Linked DNA regions of Mus musculus: region 2 is linked to region 1. A link is a contact called in public Hi-C data. All regions are on one chromosome and are shown on one strand. Each heading gives the region's core, a stretch centred on a gene start, on an enhancer-like site or on the middle of the called end of the contact. The rest is flanking DNA. Distances are from core to core; before and after follow the strand shown. Region 1 overlaps Tmem236 (transmembrane protein 236). Region 2 overlaps Mrc1 (mannose receptor, C type 1).

Region 1 (3,621 bases), core at 710-3,209:
TTGTGCTTCAGCTCTTTTGGAATATTCAGTGTTTGTTTATTGTGGTCTTATGCTTGTGTCTAGGCACCTGGCTTTGGGGTGATTCTTGGTCTAGGTGCTGATTTCTGGGCTTTTCTTTGTTGGATGAGTGTTTTGTTCCTTGATTGCTGTTTTCTCACTGGTCTCTGGCCTGTATGGTCTGCTTTTGAGAAGGGGGCGAAGCTTCTGCCCATCTTGGCAGCTGGTAGACAACAGTGAGGGCGGGAGGGAGAAATAAGGAGAGTGTTGTAGGGACACTGCGAGGGTAGAGGGGGGTCTGCAGGTAGGCATTCTACCTAGAGTTCTGATGTTCAGCATGGCTTCTAGTGCAGCAGGAAGTCTCCACCCTGCCTTCCATTAGTTTACCCTTTTCCTGATTTAACATAACTATACCAGTTTAAATGACTTCTCTATTCAGTTGAAACCTTAAGCTCTTGGTGGTGCCACTTTGAAAGCTGATAGCCTGACATGACTCTTTGTACTTCCAGTCAAGTCACATAAAATGTCTTAGCCTAAATGATCTTACCAGAAATTCTTCAGGTTCACAATAATCTACCAATACACTCTAATGATTTAAGAAAAATAAGGGCTTGTATAAATAGCTATAACTTTATCTATTTGATTTCTTTGCAATTCCCAATTTCTTAATAATACAATCCTCTTCTAACTAAACATTTACATATTAGCCATTCACTATCTGAAAGGATTGTCCCAAAAACTACCACCAGGGATACTCACCACCATATCCCTGGCATATAAGATTGTCTACACTCTAACACTGATATTCCTTTCCAAACTATCTCATTATACAAATTCTTCATTTAGTTGATTTTATTCAAAAACAATTATAGGGAAATCTTTCACCACAGTAGGCACTTCCTTAAAGATTGTGGTCTACTGTAGAAATTACACAATTATGCATGGAAAATATTGATGTCATATTGACAGTAAGGGAGAGTTTTTTATTGTATGTCTGTATGAAAGTATGTCTGTATGCATGTCTATGTGTCAGTATGCATGTGTGTACATGCATTCTTGTGTGTGCACCTATGTGTGTATGCATGTGTGAAGCCTGGAGGTTGATATCAGGTGTCTTCCTTTGTTGTTGTCCAATTTTATTTTACTTTTTGAGAGCATCTCTCATTGAACAAGGATCTAGCTATTGTGGCTAGCAGGGATGTGATATTCCTTTTTTTTTTGTTTGTTTGTTTCTGCTGAACACACTGCACTGTCTGGCTTTTGATGTGGCTCCTCATACAACATTCCCTCATCTACTTTAAAAATTATTCTTTTCTGCCCCAACCTGTATCCCTCCATCACTTCACCATGGTGCCTTGAATGAAGCAGGTTTTCAACCTTAGGTATGTGTGGCCACAGGTTTCAGAGTAGAGAAAAGCTCACAGTGTAGACTTAATTTGAGCTGAGCTTGAAAAGAAGAGGGTAGATGATATCTCCATGGATGAGGATGGATAATGAGCTGACTGGGGAAGAAGCAGATATGTTTTAAGAAGAGGGCAAAGACCAATGTGTTTCTAAAGGAGCCATCAGAAAAGAAAGAGCTGTGTAGCATCATAGCCATTGGGAACATGGGATTTGTAGTCAGAACATCCTGGATTAGAGCTCAATTTTTACATCCCAGTGGAGGACCTGGAATTCAAGCTTCCTCATCAGCTTCAATATCAGTGAGAGGCTTTTGTAGGGTCTGGGTGATAGAAGCACCTGTTCTCTGAAGTGCTCAGCACTCAGTAGCAACTTAGATGATAGTACAGGAGTGTTCTTGTTTGAGGGAGTTAACAGATTCATGGGAGCCGTATGGCAGGAAACTTTGACTTAATGACTTAGGGAAAGGAGAATCTTACAGGTTTCTTAGCAGAGAGTCATTTCCCAAGTAAATTATCTGAGCTCCCCACCCACCAAGCTTCCTCCATGAGTAATCTCAAGGCCAAACTTGCTGTACAAACAGGAAGTTTTAACCCATTGTGCTTGAGGTTGGTCTTCTTATCCTGGGCTCAACTCTTGGGAGAGTCTTTTCATTGTGCTTTCAATAACCATGGGTGTTGAAGTCACGAGGCTTGTGCTTTTGCAATTGTCATGTGCCACCATGCCACAGGTCTTCTTTTCCTCTGTGCAGTATGTATATAGTGGCATCTGGTTAGTTTAAATGTAAGCACACTTTCAAAGATGCTGCTAATATTCTAGCTGAAATTTTTATCTTCTAGTGTTATGCTGCAGCATTTGAAACTTGCTAGAACAAAGTGTATAAACTTGGTGACAAAACAAAACTGTTATCTCAAAATCTTAGACACTTAGGAGTCAGAAGTCAAAGAATTAGCCATGTTGCTTCCTTCTGAAGAGACCTAAGGGTGAGTGTGCTCCATGCCTATCGGGAAGTATGTCAGCCATCTTGGTCTTGAGTTCCATGATCACATGACATTCCTGTCATTCCTTTCCAGGTATTCCCTTTGTTCATCTCTGCTTCCAGAAATCTTCCTATCATATTAATTTAAAATCTATCCTGATATCCTATTTTAACTTAATTACTTTACTTTAATAAAGTACTTTCAAATTTTTATTGTTTCTATTCTGAGGAACTAGAAATAGAGACTCGACCATAACTGGAACACAAACTTACTCCACAGCATACCACCCTTAGAACCCTCAAACTTCACATTTGTTTGTTGCAGAGAGTACACTTACCCTGCCCTCTTTAAAAAAAAGTCTTATTCATTTCAGTATCAGTTCTGTGTTCAAAGCTCATCTAAACATCATTCCAAAGTACCCCAAATCTCCATTTTATAGGGAAGACTTGGGAAAGAACTTGTCCTGAGTCAAAATTCCTCTCTATCAGTGACCCTGTGAAACCAGACAAAAAGTAGATTGTAGCACCTAAAGAGAAGGACTAAGAATGCTTGCTGCTCTTGCAGAAAATGCAAGTTCATTTTTAAGCATCTAGCTGTAGGAGATCTGATGACCTCTTCCGGCTTTTTCAGACACACACACACACACGCACGCACACGCACACGCACACGCACACGCATACACACACACACACACACACACACACACACACACACACACACGAGCATGTTCGTAAAAAATTACAGATCTTTTAAAAAGTATGTTGCCTTCAAAATACAACGGTGGGACGAAACAGGCATCACCGATTCTTTGAGAGATAAACAGTGAACAGGAAAGGAAAAGCCGAGGTTTCTGAGAACGATCCAACTGAGGTCAGAAAATTCCATTCGCTGTGAAGGCTTAAGGATGATTTTCTGTGGCTGGATGCACTGTTCTCTGGACCCACCTTCCAGGACCACCGGGATGCTGGCTCATGGTTGGTAGCCTCTGCTCTCTGAATTCATAGAGGAAACTTGAGCTTGTACAGCCTCTGAACCAGCTAGAGCCACTCTTCCCTATTTTGGAATAACATGTTTGTAGCTAAATACTTCTATCAGCTCACTTCCTCCCTAGAGGCCCAGAAGTAGAACAGCCTTATTTCATCTTAGCCCTTGTCTCTCATCTTCCACTCAAGTCATTCTGCTGATGTGGTTGAAGTTACAAGCCTCGATCTCCATCTTCTCTTCTGAACATATTTTTGCCACT
Region 2 (4,124 bases), core at 1,365-3,864, 84 kb after region 1:
CCCTTCTCTTCAACTTCCCTTCCCCCCTCTCTCCACATGGCCATGGCTGGCTTCTCCTTCTCCACTCTTTCCCTCTCTCTGCCTTTCTACAATAAACACCTTAAAACCAAAAATAAAAAAAGAAAAAAAAAGCAAAGAAAAGAAAAGAAAAAAAAGAAAGGGAAAGAAAAGAAAAAAAAAGAAAATTTAAAATGTTCTCTTTATAGGTAGTTCTCAATATTATTTTCCTACATATCTGGATTTGGGGGTGTCTGTGTTTAACTTGGCCACTCTAAAATTTGGAAGTGTCTGTCTGTCTCTTTGTGTGTTTCTCTCTGTGTATTTTTGTGTGTCTGCCTCTGTGTGTGTGTGTGTGTGTGTTGTGTGTGTGTACATTTTGGTTTTCTGTTTTTTTTTTTTTTCCCAGTAAGGCCAATATTATAGTTCACAACAAGTGTAAATGAACCTCCTCATACTTGAGATTTTCTTTTCTTCACTGGGGTGTCACACATAGTAAAAAGTGGGTGACTGTATGACACAGTCCTAAACCTTTGAGAGAAGTGTGATCACAATTTTAGGTGTACACTTACAAGAATACATAGAGAACATAAAAACCCAGAAATAAGATTCTAGATGAGCTGAGTGACCCTGGAGTGTTTGTTCTGAAGGAAAGCAGGCTAGGAGATGGAAGGAACCGCCCCCCCCCCCTTCCCCAGGCCTTGTTGATTAAATGGCATCCATTTGCCTCTCTCACTGATGGGGCTGCTGAGCAGCTGCAGCTCCTCCCAGTTCCACCCAGCAAAAGAAGAGGAGATGGATGGCCTCACTTCCTGATACATACTACCTGAACCTTTACCAGGGTGCAGGGGAAGACAAGGCATTTAACAAATGCATGAAGGAAAAAAAGACAGGAGGAGCAGAGAAAAATGTGAAAAGCTTGCAGACACCATTGTTCCTAGTACGAGGGTCCAGTAGAAACCATTTGCCTCTGAGGATGTGACCAAATGTGGTCTGGAGGCTCTGCAGCCTCGAGATGTGAGAGATGCATCACCATAAATTGTAGAATGAGGAGGACTCCCAGAATGAACATACAACTGGGTGCTGCTTTTATGTTTTCTTTGGCTCTTTTTTCTTCTGTTTGTTTGCTTATTTTGTTTTTTTTTAAATATTATTATTATTTAAATGCTTGTTTGCTTCCTAAAAGTAAATAAGTAAACCCTGGGTTTGGTGGCTCTCTTGTAACCCTGGCAGTGGGGAGATGGAGACATGCCAGTCCCTGATGTTTATTGACTGATCAGCCTGGTGGGCTTTGCAAGTTAGTTGTTGGAACCTGGACGTTTGAGGTTGTCTCCTGGGCATACATGTCCATACTCACATACACACACACACACACACACAAACACACGCACACACACACAGAGAGAGAGAGAGAGAGAGAGAGAGAGAGAGAGAGATAGAGAGAGAGAGAGAGAGACGAAAATAGCACGTGAACATTTTAGCACGTGAACAACTTAATTTTTCTGTGCTCACCTACCCTGGGACACTCAGATTAGTTGATGGAATTGTAATCTCAATGGGAGGATCTAAGTAAAGTCACTCAAACTTATCATGACCTGTTGGGAAGCTTGGCATGCACCAGTGTTAGAAGCAGGTTAGTTAAGATGGCAGAGGGCTGTCTGTTCTACTCTGTGACATGATATCTCCTCAGCAGAGCCATGTATTTTATTACTGTAATTATTTGTGGAAGTTGGATGACCAAGGTTTCATTTCAGTTCAGCCTAAGAACAAATGAATGAACTAGAGAGCTTTCCATTGGGAAAAAAGGAGTTATAGGGCCTGAAGAGATGACTCAGCTGTTAAGAGCAGTTGTTACTTTTGCTGAGAACCTGAGTTTGGTTCACAGCACCCAGATGGCAGCTCGTCACCATTTGTAATACCAGTTCCAGAAGATCTGATGCCCTCTTCTGATCATAGTGGGTACCCCACACCCCTGGTACAGAGACGTACATGAAGAAAAAAACTCACATAAAAGAAAAGAAATCTTAAAAAAAGAAAAGTTACTAAAAACATTTATAGTATCTTAGAACAGTATTTCCTTATTTAACAGAACAAAATAATCTCAATAAAAGTAAAATATAAAATTAAGATTACTGCTTCTAAATAAAAACTTTTCAAAATTAATTTAGTTATGTGAGATAGAAGCTCTAATATTAGTTATGGAAATAAAGAACAAAGTAGACAATTTGGAGCCCAAGTATGGAAGGAATGAATTCCAGTTCATACAATCTGTTTAACTGGTTTATAAAAATTGATTTAACAACTTGAAACACACATGCACACAGTGGAAAACAGGTTTGTAAGAGAAGTATACATGGGAATGCAATAATAAAGTCTAATTCTTTGGAAACTAATAAAAATAAATTAAAGCAAACATACACAGAAAACTCATATATACCTGTGTAATTTTACACTGGTCTTTATCCTAAAGTTCTTGAGGTTATGTAAGGTCTCTTTGAAGCCTATGTTTGTTACTCAAAAGCTCCTGATCTGCCAACTCATGTGAAAGGAAGAGGGACCCATCCTGAAACTATCCCCCGTGCTTCAGGATGCTGGAAACATCTGCTAGAGCTGGCAAAAGTCCACTTGAGGACTTCTTCAAAAATGAAGTTGATTGACAGCTTTCAGGAGGAAGAAAACCAGCCACTTAGCATTTTCTACCAAATGCCATCTTTATAAGTGTTTGAAGTCAGTGGCTTGTACTGGTCAAAGATGGAAATCAAAAGCTACAATGCTTTTCCCAATTGAGAAAGTTAAATAGATACTGAATTGTATAGCATTTAATTTTTAAATTTGAAAATGTTTACTTCATAGCCACAAAACCTGAGATCTTCAGTCACTACAAATTTGTTCCATTGTGTATTTGACTACCATATATATATAATATATAATATATATTTTATATATATATATATATATATATATATATATATATATATATATATATGAATGATACTGTATGCAGTTCCAGAAATATTCATTATTTGTAGCTATAACATCGATTCACAAGACTGGGGTTTCTCATTTCATTTTTACAACTCCCATAAAATATAATATCAGAAATATTATAATACTAGAAGTATAGTCGCATTTGCAATAGAAATCATTGAATAACCTAAAACTGACATCATAATATGTAGTTGGTATATATTTACTGCATATAGATTGTCTTTTATGATAGTTCTGTGAGATCAAGGGAGCAGAGCTGAATGGGCAAGCCCAGGACCCTTTTCAGACATTCTGCTGGCCTTTGGAAAGTGTACTCCTGTTGTATTTGATTACTTTTAGAGGACAGTACATAAACTACTTAGGTGATTCTCTTCCCGTGTAGAGCCAAATGATGAGCTGTGGATTGGTTTAAATGACATCAAGATTCAGATGTACTTTGAGTGGAGTGATGGAACCCCAGTGACATTTACTAAATGGCTTCCTGGAGAGCCAAGCCATGAGAACAACAGACAGGAGGACTGCGTGGTTATGAAAGGCAAGGTGAGGCGCTCCGATGATGCCTGACAATGCTGCTGTGATCTTCTTTCTCTGCCTCAATTATTATCTGTTGTGATTGCTTCTGTTGTTAATAGAGATTTAAGTTGTATGACAATTCAGATTCAGTCTCTGGAGTATCTCAGTATGGCCTAGCAAAGTCAAGAAGACCATAAGATAGATAAATGATATAAAAGTTTGGCTAAAAGGTAGCATTAAGTAAAAACTAATAATACTGTCTGCTGAATTCTGAAATTATATATATGTATATATGTATGTGACAGTGTATATATTATGTATATGCACATGTTGTATCTGTGTATAAGCAGATTTTGAACATATTTATGTATATATTTATATATGTATGTATGCAAATATGTATGTATGCATATATATGACTTGGTTTAGCAAGTCAGAGCTTTGTACCTTCTACTGGTTGCTCCTGGCCTCACAGTTCTGGTCCATTGTGGCTTCTCCTCTTTTTCCATCCCCTCTTCTCCTCTCACCTTCCCCCTCTCCTTCTACCTGTCCCCTATTCTTGAACTTCCACTTTCACCTTTCTTCTCCACTGCCCATTCACCAGTTCTAGCCTTTTATTGACCAGT

What was found. A called contact is a pair of places that touch in the nucleus more often than the background predicts.
Region 2: a Hi-C map of bone marrow-derived macrophages shows a contact between it and region 1, with 37 read pairs. The contact joins two enhancer-like sites. A contact is called at or near these places in 13 of 39 promoter capture datasets (the 3T3-L1 cell line, 3T3-L1-derived adipocytes, the C10 cell line and 9 more), 4 of 484 Hi-C or Micro-C datasets (the G1E-ER4 cell line, bone marrow-derived macrophages, embryonic fibroblasts and 1 more), 2 of 115 datasets of contacts at active chromatin or transcription factors (intestinal villus epithelium and pancreatic cancer cells) and 2 of 9 other capture datasets (liver and macrophages).

What each region holds. Positions count from the first base shown.
Region 1 is chr2:14,183,627-14,187,247 of GRCm38.p6, forward strand. The region is part of intron 1 of Tmem236 (transmembrane protein 236); the gene reads left to right. Among named protein-coding and RNA genes, the nearest start is that of Tmem236, 11 kb to the left of the region's middle. Within about 2 kb of position 1,960, at least 5 of the 459 cell types and tissues checked have an H3K27ac peak or open chromatin away from gene starts, as enhancers often do. A contact at or near this core is called in bone marrow-derived macrophages, where this site is marked.
Region 2 is chr2:14,266,772-14,270,895 of GRCm38.p6, forward strand. Mrc1 (mannose receptor, C type 1) reads left to right here. Exons shown (of 30, transcript NM_008625.2): 8 at 3,368-3,525. Among named protein-coding and RNA genes, the nearest start is that of Mir511, 7.8 kb to the left of the region's middle. Within about 2 kb of position 2,615, at least 1 of the 459 cell types and tissues checked has an H3K27ac peak or open chromatin away from gene starts, as enhancers often do. A contact at or near this core is called in bone marrow-derived macrophages, where this site is marked.